2 separate regions of the Gossypium raimondii genome follow, and region 2 is linked to region 1. The links are chromatin contacts, called in public Hi-C maps. All regions are on one chromosome and are shown on one strand. The core of a region is the stretch at or near the end of the contact, and the rest is flanking DNA. Distances in the headings are between cores, read along the strand shown.

Region 1 (3,959 bases), core at 1,001-3,500:
TTGACTTATATCAAAAAATAATTTGATGAAATATTATAAGTTACGTAATTCAAGTTAATTTTTAAAATTAATGAATTTGATATATATTATTTTTAAATTTTAATCAAACTCAAGAAAAAAATAATTGTAAGCTAAAATTAGAAAAAAATATAAAAATAAAGAAGTTATTAGTAATATGATATATTAACAAATAACACTTATGTTTTTAACCTATAGTAAACACATGGTAAAAAGAGTAATATGTATTTCAAATTTCAACAACCAAACACTTCTTCATCATTTTGAAACTTGTGTATTATTTAATATATCACTCATCTTTAGTAAAAGTACTATGGAGGCCATTATATTAGGAGCAAGATTGCATTTTACTCCCTCTACTAAAAAAATGGATAAATTAGTCCTTGTACATTATATCAAAGAGTAATCTGGTCATTTCTGTTAAAAATTTCATTCATTTCTACTGTTAAAAATTAGTGTGGCTAACAAAATAATCAGACGCCTACGTGTACCTCATTATGACATACAAAAACTAATTTTTAATGATAGAAATGGATTAAATTTTTAGCAGAAGGATCAACTTGCTCTCTATTCTAACACACAGGGACTAATTTGTAAATATTTTCAGTAAAGAAGTTAAAATGCAATCCATCTTTTAGTGTAAAAGGCCTCTATAGTATTTTTACTCTTCTCATTTGCATTAAGTGCACCAAATGTGGGCTATTGGGTAAAAACGAGTTACTAATAATGAGGGAAATGGATTTGGACCAATTACAAGCCTAAAAGATCCAAGTAAACTAAAATCAACCTAATGTAGACTTAATAAAGCCTAACGTCAAAATCCAAAACATGGATCAATTTGCATTCAGCCCAAAGCTGGAAAAATAGTTGAACTTGATCCAATCAAATGGTTGACTCCAATTCAAATAGATTTCAGGTTGGTTTAACAAATTAAGTTTTCAATTACTAGATTCAAATTTATTCCAGTTACGTCTCTGCACAAAATCTAGTTTCTACCATCATCATCATCATTTATAGTTATTATTTATACAAAAAAAAGAAAAAAAGAAACTCATTGTCGACATGCATCGAGTTATTTAAGAGTAGTTTGAGTTCAACTAAATAGATTTTATGAGATAAGATAGAAATAGCAAATGTAGAAATATCATCATTCTTAATAAGCCATTGCTTGCATCCTGCAATGGATTGGTTTAAAGTTTAATGTTCAAACACTGATAAAAGTGATGGTAAATAAATAGATTAATTTAACTTGTGATAATGGGTTTTCTAACAGAAAGAAAATGAGATATTAAAATTTGAGGAGTAGCATGAAGCACCCACGGAAGTACTCGAACTGTGTATGTTTTTAAATAATAATAAAACACACATTTTGTATTAGACTTTATCTCATATGTGTTTGAATCCAAAATCCATTTGTAGCTTCTACTAATATATAGGTAAGACTAAGACCAAGTCTAAGACCCTTCTCTGCTTGGGATTTTCCCTGCAGACAAAACCGTCCATAACTCAAGGCTTCTTCTTTATAATAAGAACAACTTTTTCTTTGTATATTAGTATAATATGCTTGAATTGAAACCCTCATCTTCATATATATAAATAATTGAGTAGAGCGGGTGGGTTATATTAGTATAATGTTGAGTGATTGCAAACAAACTTTTCCCATGTGATGTGATGTGATGTGATGAGTTTTACTCTCTACAAACCAAACCTCTGAACTTCTGTGTTCACACACTTTGTGTTTAGATGCTATGCTATTATGGTTGAAAATGAATGTCGGGGCGGCGCCAAAGTAGGCAAAGGTTTTATTCAAAATTGAAAAATTAAATCTTAATACAATATCATATATATTGCTGAAACTAAAAAAAAAAAAACAGAAAATGTTGGAGAATGAAAGGACTTGACATGTATATATATATTGGTAACTTTTTTTTTTTTTTGAAATCAGAATTTCTACTCATCTCATGAGAAAAATTGAATCCCTAATTTCATAATTAAAGGAAGAAGTGAGCAAATATATACATACTATTCAAAGTACATCAATTATCAGCTTGTGATCAAAATCAAGGGTGGGACATAGGGTAACCAGGATATACGTCAAAACAAAGAGAGAGAGAGAGAGGGGATATATATATTTCTAGAATCCGAAAAATGAAAATTTCAATTTACCCCAAAAGAAAAAAGAAACAAAAACTCCAAGGTATGCTTTGTCAAGGCATGTGGAGATGTCCCCTCCCAAACTCAAGCGTCTGCAGGTGAGACGTAGCGTGGGTTGTGCTTGTGTTAGCCCACCTATGTCTCTCACTTTATTAGATTACCATTTTTATTTTTGTCTCTCTTTCACACGAGATTTTTTCTTTCACAAGGGAGATTTGTTTTTTAACAAAGCATCATAGACAAGAAGAAATAGGTTACAAATAATTTTAAATTTAATGTTAATTAATTTGAACTCACATGAATTTTGTCTCTATATGAATGATTTGATTAACTCATAAAGAAGATTTGACATTTAGAAATAATTTTATCTATTATGTTGTAAGTACGAGAGTTTTGATTCAATCTTTAACAATTCTATTCTCCTTTAAAATAAATGAGACATAATAAATTTATTATATTTTCTTGAAATTAAAAGAAAATTATTATGAAGACATTAAAGACAAAAACTCTTTATTTAAACTAAAATGGCAAATTGGCAATGCTTTTATATCCTATATGCAGACACAATCTAGACTTGTAATAATATAAGCTTTTTTGGGGGGGTAGTGTAATATAATCTAAGTTTAGGTCCATGTTAGATTTGTAATAAAATATAGTTAACATCATAATGTGATTTGATTAATTCAATTATATAGAGAGGGGAAGAGAGAGAAATGGGTCACTTCATCACATGTCTTAAAAGCTAACTCCACCCAACACTTTAATATTAGGATTATATAAAAGAGAAGTAGGTAGTGTCACTTGGAATATATGGAAGGGTCTCAATTTGAGTCACATCCACATTATTTGGGATTATGTTTTAAAAGTGCTTTGAACATATCCATAAAAGGGATTTCAACTTGAAAACTAAGTCACATTTTGGAACATCTTTCTATCCTTTTTGGATCCTTTAAAAAAAGAATCCTTGCATAAAAGAAACACAAGATGATTAGAAAGTTAATGGAGGCCAATACGACACAAGATCATATCTCTACTATACTTTATTTTATTTTATTTCATATAAAGAGAGTTTAATTTGAAAATACAATAATAATGTAGAATTCACTTAGTTTTGTTGTTGCGGTTTGAAAAATAATGTGTTGTGAAAAAATAATATGATAAATTTTGTAGTATGTGACAACGCATTGTTCTTGTCATTGGATCAAGAAGTTGTTGACTATAACAAATAAAATTTTAGTAAATAAATAGGCTATTATACAAATTATTTTTAAAAATTCTTTAAACATTTGAATCATTTTAGAATTCGTGAATATATAATAGATGAATACAGTTTTAAATTTAAAATAAAACAGAGAATATAGTTCTATACATATTGATTTTAAAAAGAATTTGATGTAGCAAGCTATGGCCGTCAAAAAGTATTTTTGGAGCTAATCACTAAATTTGCATTATGCTAATACAATACCTTTTATTGTGCCAAATTCAATTAGAATAATATATATGAAAAATATAAAATAAAATTTTGTTTCAATCCATTGTGAATAATTAATCTTATCCAAAAATAATAATTAGTTGATTTATATATATAAGGCTAGTTGAGGATTAATTAATTAAAAAATAAAATACAACTTAAAAAGTAAAAAAAAAAGGGTTAACTTTTGTTGATGAACACAAACAAAGTGGGGCATACATATTGATTCGGGAAATCTTAAAATGATAATATCGACATCCCTTTAAAGAGCAAGCAAAGAAAATAGAGCATGATTAAGGCGGCCTTAAAAGGTGTA
Region 2 (3,754 bases), core at 265-2,764, 75 kb after region 1:
TGCTTAAAAAAGAAAGGACCAATTGATGGAGGTGCAAACACATGAAGCATGCATGCAGGCCTGTTTCTCCTATACAAGCTGTTAACACTTTTTTACTCTCAGGACTCTCCATCTAGTTAGTTTTGATATTAGAGCATCATTATTACTCTTTACTTTTCTTACATGTAGCATTATTTTTATCCAATCCCCAATTCATGTTTTTTATATATATAAAATTTATTTCTTGTTGCAAGGACAAATTAAGTAACCCGGTGGTTGGTTTTCCTTTGGAAGGTGAGATATTATTACAGAACTTGTGCACTTCTTAGTCCCAAGAACTCCAACTAACCATTTGATAGTTTGTTGGTGTTTTCTTTTCTCTCAAGTTGACTAGAAGATGATGAAAAATGGGACCCCATTACATGCAAATCCAACCCATATTTCTTCATCTCCCCCACATTTTTGAAATCAGCAGCTGCAACCTTAGTGTCTGAAAATGCCTGGAATAATTATTAATTTAGGATTTAAATATTTAAGATCTCTTCAGTACTGTACTGATTAATAGGTTGAGAGAGATGAGGAATAAAATAAATGAATTTGGTTGAGAAAACAATGGGATTCTTATAAATCGGCAACTAAGAGCTTGTGGGGAAAGAGAAGCTTACGTGTAAGCACTTAAGCAAAGATAATGAATGGCAAAGCCACCTAATGCATCATCCTAGGGTTTGTCCACTAACTTAAAACAGCTGATTAAACTAAATTATAAATTGGTCAAAAGGGCAGGTGGTCACCCCCAAAATCATACTTTTTTTTCGGTGCAAAGTTAAGTTTAGGATCTTAAAACCTTTCAACATGTCCATAAGGTCGGTGACAGGTCTTCTCCTCATCATCCATTGGCACTTCCCTAAAGCCATTTTTCTTAACCTTTTTTTTTTGTTGTTGTTGTTAAAAAGTGACTGTTTTAATTGATTAGGGTTAGCATGCATAGTCAAGTCTTGTATCATTTGAATAGAAATATCTAGATCCGATAATTTCATACACGACAAAGATTAGAAAGTTTCGGAAAAACAGAACACAATATGATTATTTTTTCAAGCAAGTAAAATGTATAGCGAGAAAATGGAAGATTGTTGCATTTGAAATGGGTGGCTTGGAAGAATTTGATAATATGAATGGTGAAGAGAGAGAGAGAGATATATATATATAGGTAGTACAAGTGGGAAGCCAAGGAATAAGGTTCCACGAGAGAATCTTAATTTGATTGGATACTTTTGGAGGTTTAACTCCCATAGTTCAGCTGATCAAAGCTTTTGGTGAATTTGGTTTAGTGTGAGAGAAAAGAAAAAAAGAAAGGTGCAGAAGCTAAAGCACAATGATGTTCATAGGTTTGAAAACTGGTGCACTTGCGTTATATTCATTTTTTGTTTTTTTTTTATAAGATGAGATTTGCTTTATTGACATATACGGCTCGTAGTGGTTGGTGAGGCAGAAAGTGGTAAGAAAATCAAATTAATTCCCCACATCAAAGCCTAGAACACAAAACCAGCTGTGGATTGGGACCCAAAGTTTTTGCTTCATCACTGCCATTGAAACCGATGTCAACACCCACTTAACTTAAGTCGTCTCTCACTTTTACTCGTTAATTTACTAATAGATTTGTAGTGGGAGAAGTCACCGCCCAATGAAGTTCAACCTGTGTAATTAAATAAATTTAAAGCCAAATATGGGTATGATTTCTTAGTCACCATGATCCAATCAGATTTCAGTGCTTACTCATTTTCCAATCAAATTTCATCACTAAAGTAGTTCGCCAGTTCCAACATTATTCAGGACTGGGATAAATAGTGTTGGGACCAGGGAAATTTCAGACAGTCATTTCTGGCTAATTTCATTGTGCTAACTTTGTGCCAACTGGTTGGAACTTGATACACAAGTTTAAAAAGTGTTAAGGAATCGATTCAATATTCTATAATTTCTATTACTTAATAATTTTCCTAATTAACTATTTCCAAGGGTTAACTCAAGATTGGTTGATAATAATTAAACTCAAAAACCTTTCTTTTCTTTTCTTTTTATGGGGACAGAAAATGACTTGGGACATTATGGTGGGCACATCATCATCTTTTTCTTTCACACATAAATAAATATCAAATTTCTTGTTGTTGGGTGGCTAGATATGCTCTATCTCAAGCCTGTCTACGCTTACATTGATTTTTATACTTGCTTTTTTTTTTTCTCCTACTAGTTATAACCAGAAACAATTAATGGCCAAAGAAATCATTTGCGTAACATGCAGACCAGCTAGTTCACCAAAATATGACATTCACCCTGGTTAGTTTCTTTTCATGCTAACGCATAAATTTTAAAAAAGAAAGAAAGATTTCTATTTATGTTTTAGGTGCGAAATGCACCCATTTTTACTATTTTTTGGAAATATCAATTTCTGTAAAACCTGTTGATTTTTCTAAGAGAAAATTTTTTATGCATTTCAACTTAATTTGTCGAGGTGTTTAAAATAATTTAATAAAATTACTTAAAAGAAAATTTTAACAAAAACATAATTTAAAACTTAATTTGATATTTAAAATTTAAAATGTTACAACTTGAGCCCGTTCGGTCCGTCCGTATTAAATTTTTATATAAAATAAATTTAAAAATATAATATATCAAATACACTAAAACATTAAAATAAATGTTTTCCAACAAATGAAAAAATAAAAAATACTTAAATAACACTAAAATAAATGTAACTTAGCAAGTAAATACCTCTAAAATAGTTACAAAATTAATAATAAAATAAGAGTTATACAATATCCAAACAATAACAACAAAATAGAATCAATATAATAGTGAAATGATAGCAAAACAATAAGGCCTGGCCCTTTTAAAACACAAACATTATTTTTTATCCAAGATTATTTTTTGAGCCTATATTTTTGTCAAAACACTTTCATTTTTTTAGCAGACCTTCAAGTCAAATCGAATGACCCGGACATGGACAAATCTACTCATAAGTCAATCGAAATATATATTATTTTATTCATATGATCAGTAGTCCCATTTTGTTTTTAATGTTACACTATTGTGTTTTTAAAAAAAATTTAGATCATTTTATTTAAAATAGTTGATTCATATAACAGTTTGCAAGTCGATTTAAAATATGTATCTAACATAATAAAAAAGTTTAAAAATACTTTTATTAATTTTTTAATTGTAACATGAGTAATTAAAATGATTAATCTGCGTGTGGCTTAAAACCCAAATTCAATTGTTCGAAAATATATTTTTTATTTTTATTTTAAAATTTATATTTAAAGGAATGAATTTGCAGTATCACTGGAAGGTAGATTTAAATCCATCCCACCTACCCTAAAAAGAATTATGATTTTTAAATAATACTTTTTAAAAATTATCTATTTTGTACTTTGTATTGAATAATTATTTTTTAAGTTTCATAATTATATTATTATTACAATGATAAAAAATTAACAATCTTAACATTTTGTCTTTCGTTTATTCATAAAAAGAGCTCATCATATCTTTAATGTTGTGCGCTTATTTAATCTCATTTTAAGTCCGCTCATATTTTAAAAAATTAATTTATACTATTTTTAATTAATATTTTATGAATTAATATGTTTTTTATAATTTTATTAAAATTAAACATAAACAACTTAACATATTTTTAATATTCGCTATAGATTTAATTTTTATGTGATAAAAATCGTATAATATATTATAATATTAAAATGTTTAGGCCTTAAATATTGAAGTC

What was found. A called contact is a pair of places that touch in the nucleus more often than the background predicts.
Region 2: a Hi-C map of leaf shows a contact between it and region 1, with 1.6 times the contacts expected there. The contact joins two enhancer-like sites. A contact is called at or near these places in 2 of 2 Hi-C or Micro-C datasets (both in leaf).

Annotation. Positions count from the first base shown.
Region 1 is chr3:54,906,086-54,910,044 of ASM2569854v1, forward strand. No RefSeq gene overlaps it. Among protein-coding and RNA genes, the nearest start is that of LOC105794762, 16 kb to the left of the region's middle. Within about 2 kb of position 2,251, the one cell type or tissue checked has open chromatin away from gene starts, as enhancers often do. A contact at or near this core is called in leaf, where this site is marked.
Region 2 is chr3:54,981,642-54,985,395 of ASM2569854v1, forward strand. No RefSeq gene overlaps it. Among protein-coding and RNA genes, the nearest start is that of LOC105794763, 3.8 kb to the left of the region's middle. Within about 2 kb of position 1,515, the one cell type or tissue checked has open chromatin away from gene starts, as enhancers often do. A contact at or near this core is called in leaf, where this site is marked.